Linked DNA regions of Ovis aries: region 2 is linked to region 1. The links are chromatin contacts, called in public Hi-C maps. All regions are on one chromosome and are shown on one strand. The core of a region is the stretch at or near the end of the contact, and the rest is flanking DNA. Distances in the headings are between cores, read along the strand shown. Region 1 overlaps F11R (F11 receptor). Region 2 holds the start of KLHDC9 (kelch domain containing 9).

The links. Hi-C and Micro-C count contacts between places; a contact is called where the count stands out from the background.
Region 2: a contact with region 1 is called in a Hi-C map of tail adipose tissue, with 5 times the contacts expected there. The contact joins the promoter of KLHDC9 here to the enhancer-like site in region 1. A contact is called at or near these places in 10 of 16 Hi-C or Micro-C datasets (blood, hypothalamus, liver and 4 more).

Annotation. Positions count from the first base shown.
Region 1 is chr1:112,457,261-112,463,244 of ARS-UI_Ramb_v3.0, forward strand. F11R (F11 receptor) reads right to left here. Exons shown (of 10, transcript XM_004002677.5): 7 at 5,757-5,864; 8 at 5,525-5,537; 9 at 5,172-5,220; 10 at 3,349-5,031. The coding sequence ends at 4,996. Among named protein-coding and RNA genes, the nearest start is that of F11R, 24 kb to the right of the region's middle. Within about 2 kb of position 3,516, at least 18 of the 54 cell types and tissues checked have an H3K27ac peak or open chromatin away from gene starts, as enhancers often do.
Region 2 is chr1:112,553,337-112,559,320 of ARS-UI_Ramb_v3.0, forward strand. It overlaps KLHDC9 (kelch domain containing 9), which reads left to right and starts at 3,507. Exons shown (of 5, transcript XR_009600599.1): 1 at 3,507-4,109; 2 at 4,377-4,536; 3 at 4,604-4,826; 4 at 5,090-5,984. It overlaps PFDN2 (prefoldin subunit 2), which reads right to left. Exons shown (of 4, transcript XM_004002682.5): 4 at 5,567-5,868. The coding sequence ends at 5,692.

The sequences.
Region 1 (5,984 bases), core at 2,266-4,765:
TATGCTGTATACGCCCAAATTGTCTTTTGTTAGTCTAATGACAGGACCCCAACTGAAGAACCTAGGAGGGTAGTGGGGAAATGACTTTTCTTCCCCTACAAGGTAGACTTCAAGTGTTCTGTGTGTAAACAGACTTAGGTCACAAGTCTCTTGGGAGTGTTGTCAAAATATTGTTGGGAAAAGGTGAGAGAGATACCTGAAGCCTTAGGGGTTGTCCCTGCTCCTTGTTTATCCCTCTGGCCACACCGCTGTTGCCAGGCTCCTTCCAGACCAGGATAAATGGACTTCATTCTCAGCATTCAAGGAAGGTTTGAATGTGCTCCTTCCTGGCCGCTTCAACATTTACTTATTTTCATTTGGCTAGCACTTAAAAATCAAGAGGGGAGAATGTTAGTGAAAGAGGACATACGTATACCTATGGCTGATTCTTGCTGAGGTTTGACAGAAAACAACAAAATTCCATAAAACAATTATCCTTTAATAAAAAATAATTTTCTTAAAAAAGAATGTTGGTGAAAAATCTGGCTTAAAATTCAACATTTTAAAAAATCTGGCTCTCCATTCACTCCTTTGCTGCAGGCTCCGGGGATTTAGCCCTTATTCTAATCCAGATGTTCCCACTTACTCTATTGTCTGAGTTTCTTTCTCCACAGGGATGTCACAGACCTGGACCAAAGAAATGTTAAAAGTCTATGTTCAAAATCAAATGAGGTTAGGTGCTTTAGCTTGTTTTGATAGCTCAGTTGGTAAAGAATCCACCTGCAGTGCGGGAGATCCCGGTTTGCTTCCTATATCTGGAAGATCCGTTGGAGAAGAGATAGGCTACCCACTCCAGTATTCTGGCCTGGAGAATTCCATGGTCTGTATAGCCCGTGGGGGTCACAAAGAGTGAGACACAACTGAGTGACTTTCACTTTTATGAATAAAATAGGGCTTCTCTGGTGGCTCAGATGGTAAAGAATCTGGCTGCAATGCAAGGAGTTCAATCCCTGGGTCAAGAAGATCCCCTTTAAAAGGAAATGGCAACCCATTACCGCATCCTTGCCTGGAGAATCTCATGGACAGAGGAGCCTGGCGAGCTACAGTCCATGGGGTCACACTATAAATTTTACTCTCTGGAGGTATCTTTGAGCTCACCGAGTAGACTCTATGAGCCAAGTTCACCTTTCTGATTTGTAAAACAAACAAAAAAAAAAATGTATGGAAGAAAGTTATCACTGAAATTAAACCATGACAGACATGTCCAAAACACTTTGCAGACATTTGGTCCCTTTGATTCTTGAGGTAGATGAATGTGTGGAGACGGCAACTAGCAGGCAACAGAACAGTATCAGAACGGGGTAATACGTATAGCATCATCATGTTAGAGGACTTCCAGCGTTTGTTGCTGTGTTCACCACAGAAATTGATTGCTTCTTCACGTCCTCTCTCCAGCATGTTTTACTATGATATAAAAATCGGGTTGTGTATATTTTCTTCCCATTCTAGTATTCCCATCTGGAAAATCCCACAGGCAAAGGAACCTGGCGGGCTACAGTCCATGGGGTCACAGAGTCGGACATGACTGAGCAGTCACAAGCACAAGCACACATTTCCCCACAATGCAACACCCCTTCCTTAAAGCGCTGAAGGGCACATTTTGAATTAGAACCAGTCTTCTTTCTTGGACATCATCCATTGATTCCAATTTTCTCCCTTGAGGCCATCCATCCCGTAATCTTTAAATATCTAACTTTATCTTGCATGAGTCTTTGATTCTTTGGGTTTGACATGGTTTTAGAAGTTTCCATATGACAGTTTTAAGTCCCTTCACCATCCATATCACTTTCTATGAAGATATTCTATTTGTTTGTAATCATCATAAAAAGTTTGCCACCTATAACAGAACTTCATATAGGGTCTTAGCACTGTCAGCAACGAGTATCTCTGCTTCTAGACATTCTACATTTTTCCAACTTTATACATGAAGAATTGGTTTTGCAAGTCCAAAGATACAATCTTACACTTACTACTACTGAACTTCTAAGATGAAGTTTATCATTCCTGCCCACTGAGATCTTTTTGTATTCTCATTTTGCCAACTAATGAAGTTGCTGTTCTCACTCGTTATCCACAAACATGATGTGCCTGGTTTGCCACTTGGGCCACAGGCAGAGACATTATCTTTCATTCCAGAAGGTGGCACTCACAAGCCCTACATTCTACCAAGAGCTTTCTAATTGCTAGTCTCAATCTGTACTGTAGGTACTGTTGGGGTGTCACAATTCAGAGAAACCCCCAAGTGTCATTGCTCTCTCCTAATCCTCACATACACACCTCTAGAGGGAAAGTTAAATTCTGTCTTGAGCTCCTCCTGCTCTTTCTCATGGAGGGTCACTGTGAGAACATATGCTACCCAGCCTCTTCTGAAGCTGTCCTGAATCCCAGATCTACACTTGCCTAGGTTCCTTAGCATTTCTGGGCCTCTTTTTCCCAATCTGTGAAATGGGGATAGTAGTAATATACAGTAACTTTATGAATGATAGTAATTATTCAACAAGCCACTGGGAAATTCCCTGGCGGTCCAGTGGTTAAGGCTCAGGCTTTCATCGCCATGGGCCGAGGGTTCAATCCCTGGGTGGGGAACTAAGATTTCACAAGCTCCAGTGTGGCCAAAAAAAGAAAAAACTTACAAATTCCTCTTCTTAGAAAAGTTCCATTTCATACTAGATTTTTACAGCTAGTACCAAGAAAGGGACAATAAACTGCAAGAGTTACACAATTAGAGATTTTTAAAGTGCAAGTTGTACTCTCTTCATTCATCTCCTTTACTGATCTGTCCCATGCCCCAGCATGCAGAAACGGACCAACCCATTTCCCACTTTCCCCATCCCCACCTTGATCCACAAATCCTATTAACACAGGGACAATAAACACATCCTTAATGTTCAATCATTTTATCTCTAATCAGGTTGGGTCCATGTCTAAACACTAATCTCTACAGAATCACCCTACTCTCCAACCCCGTCTCCTTTTAATATAGATTATATTCATTCACGTTACCATTAAGTACAGTCTAACGGTAAGTTAAAGTGAAAATGAAGTGGCTCAGTCGTGTCTGACTCTCTGCAACCCCATGAACTGTAGCCTGCCAGGCTCCTCCATCCATGGGATTTTCCAAGCAAGAATACTGGAGTGGGTTGCCATTTCCTTTTCCAATGGTAAGTTAAACTGAAATCTAACCACCAGATTCTGTAGAAGGATATCCCTGATCTCTTAAATAAAAGACTACAGGGAAGATTATTGAATGTCGAAGTCACTCTGGGAGTTCCAATTCTTAAAAGCTAGAACTTCAGGATTTAAACAAAATCAATGTGAAAAATAAACATTTATTAAAAAATTAGTTTTAACATTCTAAAATGAAAGCAGACGAGGTGTTTTCCAACTCAAAGGGGCTGTTGTTAGCTGGAGATGTGAATTCCAAGGCTGGTAATCACTGACTCACACTCCTCACAAGTGACCTAGGGAGTGAGGAACCATTTGCTCCAGACTTGCGAGAGTAATGACTCACCTCTGCCTCCCTGTGCCCTTTACTCCCTTTACTCCTACCCACCCTGTCTCCCAACCAGGAAACTGAAACATACGTTGAAATTTTCATTCTTACTGAACCGTTTCACAATCTCTACTTTTATTGTCTAATTAGATTTTATTTCCACCTGGAAAGCTTATTTTTTATTGGTGTGTGACAATATGATTTGTTTTTTGTTTTTCCTTCTGGACCCTGGATGAAAAGAAAACTTAGTTCTGGGAGGGACTGTCAGATAAGGGTACAGAATATGGTGAAACGGTGCACAGTATCCTCCACAAAATTAGCAAAATCAGTCCTAGAAGATCCCTTATTTGCCCTCTTGCTAGTTAATAAATAGACTACTTGGGTAAAGGGAGAAATAGATTCAAGGGCAAAGAAGGGTCCAGATGGGATGAGGAAAGCAGGGACAGGCATGTCTACCCCACTCACTCCTGTTCTCACTTACACCTATCCTCTAATTAAAGTAGTACTACTTTACTACTAAAGAAGTGGTTCTCCAGAGGATTTGAGAAATCCTCCTCAGGCTCTGGAGCAGCTTTTCCTGTGGCCTCTGGGAAGTGTACTAGCCATCTGGGTTGGCAGAGGTGGGAGGGTGGGCTTCTTTCCCTGGGTGAGTCAGATCACGTGGAACCTGGAACACTTCAGCCAGGTGCTCTCCTCCCACCCCAAGAGGACTCTGGAACACTTGATTTCAACAGAGAGCCAAGACCACAAACACACACACTCACATGCTCAGCAGAACTGACTGCTACACAAATTTCCATAACCCTGCAGACATATCTTAAAAGGGCAGGTCGAGTTGTTCCAACCAAGAGAAGGGTGATAGTTTGAGCTATCCCCTCCAGCTTTCTTTTCTGCAGACCAGCGTCTTGTTTTCCCTGCAGACACAGTTGTCAGTCTGCTTGTGTTCAGGAAGAGGATGGTGCAGGAGGATCCCAGTGGCACTTCCCATGGAAGACAGAAAACAGTGGCCTGCAGAGGTGGCAGAGACTAGACACCGTTTCCAAACAACCATTCCAGCTGCTCCAGTCTCCACTCGAGAAAGCTGCACAGCAGGAAGGAGCCAAGAAGCCAGGCTCCAGATTCCTATCTGAGAACCACCACATGCAGGGGCAGTGGGTGCCCCACTGCTCTGGTGGTCTACTTGTGGTCAGCAGGCATCAGTCAGGACTTCTCTCTGATCCCTTGCAGGGCTGGGACAAGAAGGCTTTCAACAAGTCGCAGGCCACTCAGCCAGCGGTGGGAAAGGAAGGGAGGCAGGAAGGTGTACATGGCTGAAATTATTACAAAACACAACCTAAGATAATAGTGGGGGCCCCTGAGGGAGCTTGAAGACAAATAAGGCATCCTGTGAAAGCACAGACATCAGGGGCCAGAGTCTGGTAGCACCTGAGTAAGGCAAGCACTGGAGAGAAGCCGGACCAGGGTCACACCAAGAATGACGAGGTCTGTCTGAACTCCCCCTGGAGAAATCAAACATCCAAGTCAGCTCCCGTCAGTGTTCTCTAGCTGCTAGATAATCCCCAGAATGCATGTGAACACGGGCTGGAAACCCCCGCCTCCAGCCAGGGGGCCCTCCCCATCCCAGGGCAGGCATACTCACTTCACTTCGAGCACTGGGCTGGCTGTAAATTACCTTCTTACTGGAGGTCCTAAAGACAAGCCAGAAGATGGAGACACTCAGCCCCCCAGTCCCTCTCCTTAACCTCCGCTCACTAACGTTAGAGGCCAGGACTGAGAACTTCACGGGTGCACGAAGCTCTCGGTAGGGAGGTTTGGGTGGAGGGAGAAAGGACAAGCACAGGACCGCAGTGGACGATGGTAGGAATCCAGATGTTCTCCCTACCAGGCTGGTTGCCTCCCCTTCCAACCTCTTCCCCTGGCCACATCTCAGCTTCAAACCATACACAAACACGTTCTCAACCTCAGAGAGCCCCTGGACAGCAGCTCACTCACCCTTTCTTTGCTCCTGAAAGACAAGAAATGGGACCATGAGTGTCAGCAGAGTAGGAGACGGCATGGCACAGGAAGATGGGGACCCCAGTGTGTGGCCCTGAGCCCCGGGTGACCCATGCTTCCCGGGAGGCAACCCAGCACACAAAGGCTCAGTACCAGCTCAGCACTCAGGTGGCACTCAAGAATCAGGCCCTGAAGCAGGGAGGATCCACCTTTGAGGGCAAATACTCACTGTCAAAGTAGCCTCGGTTATAGGCGAACCAGATGCCAAAAATTAAGGCTCCCAGGAGAATGAGCGTTACGAGGACAGCTGCCACGATGCCCCCGACATTGAGCTCCACTATAGGACACAAATGAGAGGTCAGGCGCCTGAAAACGCCTTTGCAGCACTGACAGCACCACCAAAGCCAGGACGGAAAGCAGACCCCAATCCGCACCCCAGGTCTGAGAGCAAGCCCCA
Region 2 (5,984 bases), core at 2,257-4,756, 96 kb after region 1:
AGACAAAGAAACAGAGGGAGAAACACACAAGTTATCGAAGAGGGGTAATTCAAAGGGACAACAAACGGAGACAAAATCTGAAACAGGCAGAAAGACCTAAAGAGACACTTACTGTTGGGATCACTCAGGTACTTCCCTCTTCCCCCCTCAATTTCCACCACTCAGTATGACCCACTGATACTTTCCTACTCAGGATCACCATGGCTCAGGTTCTTCCCCATCCTTACCCCACCGCTCCATCATTCTCTAACTCACCTCATGCTCACTCCCCTCCACCCCAAGTCTGCTAACAGTTCTGCTTTTCTCTCAAACTCCTTTCAGCTCACGTCTCAGTCACGACTCAAGATCTGGCCTCTTGAAGCCTCTTGTCCCGGTCATTCCTCCGGCCTTCTGTCTGCCCATGTCCTTATTCTGGCTGAGCTGAGTCAGTGGGGCCAAGAAGGCATGGGGACAGGAAATCAACTAGCCAGAATTAACTGTGGGAAAAATGCAGAAAGGTTAGAGGACAAAAAAGGGAGAGCCAGAGAGACCGCCAGAAGGATAGGACAGCCTGGGAGATGTAGGTAGAGGAAATTGAGAGGGTCCTGACAGTGTGACTAAGATCCCAAGGGTCCAATTGTTGGCTTTCTGTGTGACCGGACAATGCTGAGAACCAGGGATGGTTCCAGGGGCAGAAAATGGGGTTATGGAAAGGTGAAGATAGACTAAGAGTTTTGTGAAGGTTTGAGACAAGCGGGTGTAGATTTAAGGCTGGGACAGATATGAGACTAAAAAGCTGAGCTGCAGGGATTCCTTGCTTGCCAGAAATAGCCAGCTGAGGAGACTGAAGTCATAGGGTCACATCAGGATTCTGAGACTTTCAGGATGATCAGCCCCTCCCCCTACTCCTGGACAGAGGTTGTCCCTGCATATTATTAGCAGGTGGAAAGCAGGTCCAGAGAAGGAGAAGCCTTGGTAGCCCTTCTCCCTAATTTCTCATGATTCTCTTACAGGTGTGCCCTTCACTTTATCTTAATGCCTTTTCAGGTTTTTACCATTGATGGAGTCATTGATGCTGCCCTGGAGTGTCAAGTGTGTGTCAGACAAGTACAAATTGGTTTATTTTCTTCCTCTCTTCTCTCCTTCTTCCCCTCTTTTCCCCTCTCCAGGGTTTTTTTTTTTTTTTTTTTCCTTCCTCCAAAATATAGGCTTGATTCAGACTAACCAGGGGAGGAAGGAGTCCTCCCCCAGGTCTATGTTTGGAATGCCAATGGACATGTCAGACACCTCTGACTACTAGGTGGAACTGGAAGAGGTACAGAAGTGGCAGGGAACAGCTAAGGAGCACGTGAGGTTCAGGCTGCACGTTCAAGTGAGATGCCAACTGCTGAGGACCCAGAGTGGCAGCTGGGAGGAGAAGGAAAACAAAGCTGGGAGAGAGGAGCTGGAAAGGCCCCTGGGGTGGGGAGTTCCCTCTTCTGTCCAGGAGAGGCAGAAAATGAGTCTGGCAGAACCGCCACAGACTTAAGCAAAAGCAAGAGCCTAAAATGGGCATATAGGCCAGGACGGTTAAAGCAAAATGACACCACCCCAAGGCAGCTCCTCACTGAAATCTTAGGAGTCCTCAGTGAAATCTTAGGACAGATTTGAATTCAGCATTTGGGAGATTAGCCAGTTAGAAGCCTTAGGGAAAAGACTGACTTTCAGATTTCAGCCAAGGATGTTAGCAATGATTTTTTTTTCTTTAACCACGATCTGAAAAACTGAGGATCCCTTTTGCCAAAATCAGGGAAAGCTATAGTTGGGTGGGCAGGGACTTTCAAAGCTACTAATGGGTCTCAGCTTAAAGGTATAGGTAAGGAACAGGTCCTCATACTTTCCTGCCCATACCCTCTTCATGTTATTTTCTCTAAGGACCACAAGTTAGGATCTGGAGTGGGAAAAGCCCTGCTGTGCTGTCCCTGAATGATACCTCCATCCCTACTGTAGCTCGAGTCACTCTCTAAGGCCTCAGTTTTTGGGACATGCTGGGGACCAAGCTGATGCTATAGAAACAAAGGCAAAAGTAAGCAGTCATCACTCCTATTTACAGCCCAGCCCCGGTGGACACAAGGCCTGTTTCTGTCCCACCTCAGCGATGCTGGAAGTAGAAATCTGCCTGCATTTTCACCTGTAGCTAAAATTAGTCAGTGTGTATCTGGGCCTCTTCATTCTTCACTGGGTCTTGCAGGGAGGAGTTAAGAAGCAGCTCAGGGACCTGGCTTGAATTAAAGGCCGATACCAGGGAGGGGCAGGAGTCTGTTCTTCTCACTCCTCCCCCCCTTCCCCTCTATCCAGCTTCTAAGGCTGGGCAGCTTCTGCCCTGGATCTTATCAGGAGAAACTCCCTGCCCTTAATTCTGAGTTCCAGATGCCACAGTACCTGTTTCCTTGTGCTGTATGAGTTCATGAGACAAGATGAAATCAGGAATTACTCTTCCTAGGACTCAATAGTGAAAAGTTCTCCAAAGTTCCAGGTCTCTTCCCTCACCCCAACCCAATCTCCCCTCTCGCCCTCGCCCCCTCCCCCGCGCCCCCCGCACAGTACCCTGAGACTGGGCTCTACTACCCTCTAGTGGCCAGAGAGGAAAGGGCTGTCCCGCCCAGTCAAGACCTTCACATCTTTGCCACAGATCTCTGGTTTGTAATACAACTAAGAGATTGGAGAAGGAAATGGCAACCCACTCCAGTATTCTTGCCTGGAGAATCCCACGGACGGAGGAGCTTGGTGGGCTAGAGTCCACGGGTCGCAAAGAGTCGGACACGACTGAGCGACTTCACTTTTCACTTTAAGAGATTAGCCAGAGATGTTTTATAAATGAGAAAGAAGAGGCCTAGAGAAAAACAATCACCTTGAGAGTCAGGATATAGTTGGAACCAGAACCCAGGTCTCCTGACTCCCAGGTCGGTGCTTGGTCTACATTCACTGTCTGCCCTCTGTCTTTTGTCTCTTCTTCCTAACTCATGCCTGGGGAAATCAGAACCAATCAGGAAAATGTCAAAGCGAATTTCCCCGGCTGCCCGGTGGTTAAGACGCCAGGCTTCCACTGCCTCGGGCGAACGTTGGATCCCTGTTGCGGATCCCTTTTGGAGAACTAAGATCCCGCATGCCTAGTAGCAGGCCTGTCCCCCGCCCCCCCAACCCCAAACAAAGTACGCTGAAGTCAAAAGGACATGGTTCCTCCTCAATCTTTGCTGAGCAACACCGGCACCTGAAACGTCGTAGCCCCAAGTGAATTCGCAGCTTAAACAACAGGGGTCTTTCTGAAGAACTGGCTCTCCTCGGGCTGAGTTCATTGACCTAGCACAGCTCCTGTTGCCATGGTGACAACACTGCTTCCCGGTAGCTCGCCAGGTCTCCTGTCTCCACGGTAACCAGTGCTTTGCGACCTTCAATTTGCAGCGTCGTGCTGCAGCTGCGGCAGCGGTTGCCGGGTGACGGCGGAGCGAGCGGGTGCCTTGAGGTGGGGACCTGGAGGGGCTTCCGGTAGGGGCGGTTCCGGAGAAGCTTGGGCCTCCATATAGCTAGGCTCCGGGCCGCCGGCCCCGCAGCTCGGCTCTACCGAGTCCCATGGCGGGGGCTGCGGGCGAGGCGCGGGGCTTGGGCTGGACCTGGCGGCCGGTGGCGCGGGACCCGCTGCTGGCGCGGGCCTTCCATTCATGCACTGAACTGCGGGGACGGTTCTATTTGGTGGGGGGGCTCCTAGCTGGAGGAGCGAGAGAGCCGAGCAGCGAAACGGTGGTCTTCGATCCGGCTGGGGGCCAGGCCGTGCGGGCGGCAGCACGGGGAGGCCCGAGGCGCAGCCACCACGACGCGGCGCCGGTGGGCGGTCGCTGGCTCTGCGTGGTGGGCGGCTGGGACGGGTCGCGCCGCTCGGCCACTGTGACCGCTTTGGACACGGACCGCGATGTGTGGGAGGAGTGGACCGCCGGCTCCGGCAGCTGCCCCCCCGCCGGCCTCAGTAGTCACACCTGTACCCGAATCTCCGACCGAGAGCTTCGGGTAGCAGGCCGGGAGGGCGGGACCCGCACTCAGCGTCGTTACGGAAGCGTCTACACGTTAAGGCTGGACCCTGGCGCCCGCACCTATTGGTATGACCTCCTCTGCCCTAAAATGTTCACCCTTCCTTCACCTGCACTCTGGAAAAACAGATTCGCAGGCAGCTTATCTAACATCCTCACCCTAGCACCATTCTTCCCTGGGAACCTTCCATGTCTAAGAGTTTAACTCCCTTTCATCTCAACTTAACCACATGTGGCCCTTTCCCGTGTCTCCCTTCAATCGTTGGCGAGGGGAGTGGGGAAAAGGCAGTATACAGCACTTTTCCAAAAAACCCAACTCAGGCCTGAATTTCACAGCTATAAGGAAGAAGGCTGCCACACTGTTTCACGCTCGGGTCACTGTGCTGCTTTGCTCCAAAGTCCTGGGCCCCACCCAGGTCACCAGCTATTACTCTTTGGGGGCTGCAACTCAGCTGAACCAGAAGTAGCTGGGCATTGGAGTCATGGGAAGATTGAGGTATTGTCTACTCACATCTCGCTAAGGGTAGAACGCGACTAAACTTTGGATGCCCAAATCCCTCCAGTCCGTCCCTTCTTTCTCCCTCAAGGAGGAACCACCTGTTGCCCCCCATTTGATGGAAAAGCTTCCAAGGCTCGTGAGCAGCGGGCAGGGGTCCCGGCAGGGGCCTCGAGGCCTGCGCCATCACTCATGTTCTGTGGTTGGTCCCTTTGCTGTCCTGTTCGGTGGAGAAACTTTGAACAGAGCCAGAGACACCATCTGCAATGACCTCTACATCTATGATACCCGTAAGAGCCAGCTTAATGGTTGATAAGGGGAAAAGGTGGGAAGACAGAACCTGAAGACTACAGAGAAATTAAGGATGGAGTAAAGGGGTAGGGAGGAGGAAGAATTAGTCGATAACTGAAAGGAATACACAGAATGTAAAATTTTGGAGAGGCGTGCAAATCACGGGAGGAGAAAAACAATGAGCAAGGCTTTGGTCTTCTTGAGCCCCATGGGGTCCAGGATGCTGCTGCCTCAATAACCACCCTCTGCCCTTGCCTAACAGGAAAGTCTCCTCCTCTGTGGTTCCACTTCCCCTGTGCCGACCGTGGACTAAAACGCGTGGGCCATCGCACCTGCCTTTGGAATGATCAGCTCTACCTGGTTGGGGGTTTTGGTGAGGATGGCAGGACAGCTAGTCCACAGGTTTGCATTCTAGACATCTTTATCTAAAGAATAGTGCCAAGATACATTGCCAAGCCTCTGTTTTGTTGCAAACTCAAAGCATTATCACAGAGCTATCTTCATTTCAAATGCTGATTAAATTGCAACCTGAGAGTCAACACTGTCTCTGAATCTTTTGGTGGGGAGGGAAGTAAGTAAGGAGATGCATCTTTATTTGCAAAGGAAAGGATAAAATATAAGACCTAGTCTGATACTGTGAGCCATTAACCTGATAGAACCAAAACCACAAATCATATGGTTATCCATGCCCCATGCAAATTCTACCCATCATATTGGGTTGAAAGGTTGAGGCTAGAGCTACGCATTCTGACCAAAACATTTAATTAACAAAAAAATATTACAATAGCAGAGAAAATAATAACAACAATAAGGAGAAATAAGAAGTGGGAATCAGGGTAGAAAACAAAGAGAAGCCTTTGGTTTCTAGGAGACCAACACGCCAGCGGAGCTGGCCTTAGCCCCAGCGCCTTCTGAGTTTTCCTTGGCTGCTGGCTTCTCGTCTTCCCCCATGAGACGAATGTTGTGCTTTTCCCGGAATTCATTTAGTTCTTTTCCCTTTGCCTGAAGCTGTTGTGTCAGTGTCTCAATGATCTTCTGTATCTAGAGGGCAAGCAACAGGGATTATGTAAGGATTTCAGGACTCCCTTCCCCCATCTGTTATAGACAGTGGTTGGGGGAAGTGAAGGACAGATGATACCTCTAACCTCATCTTTAAC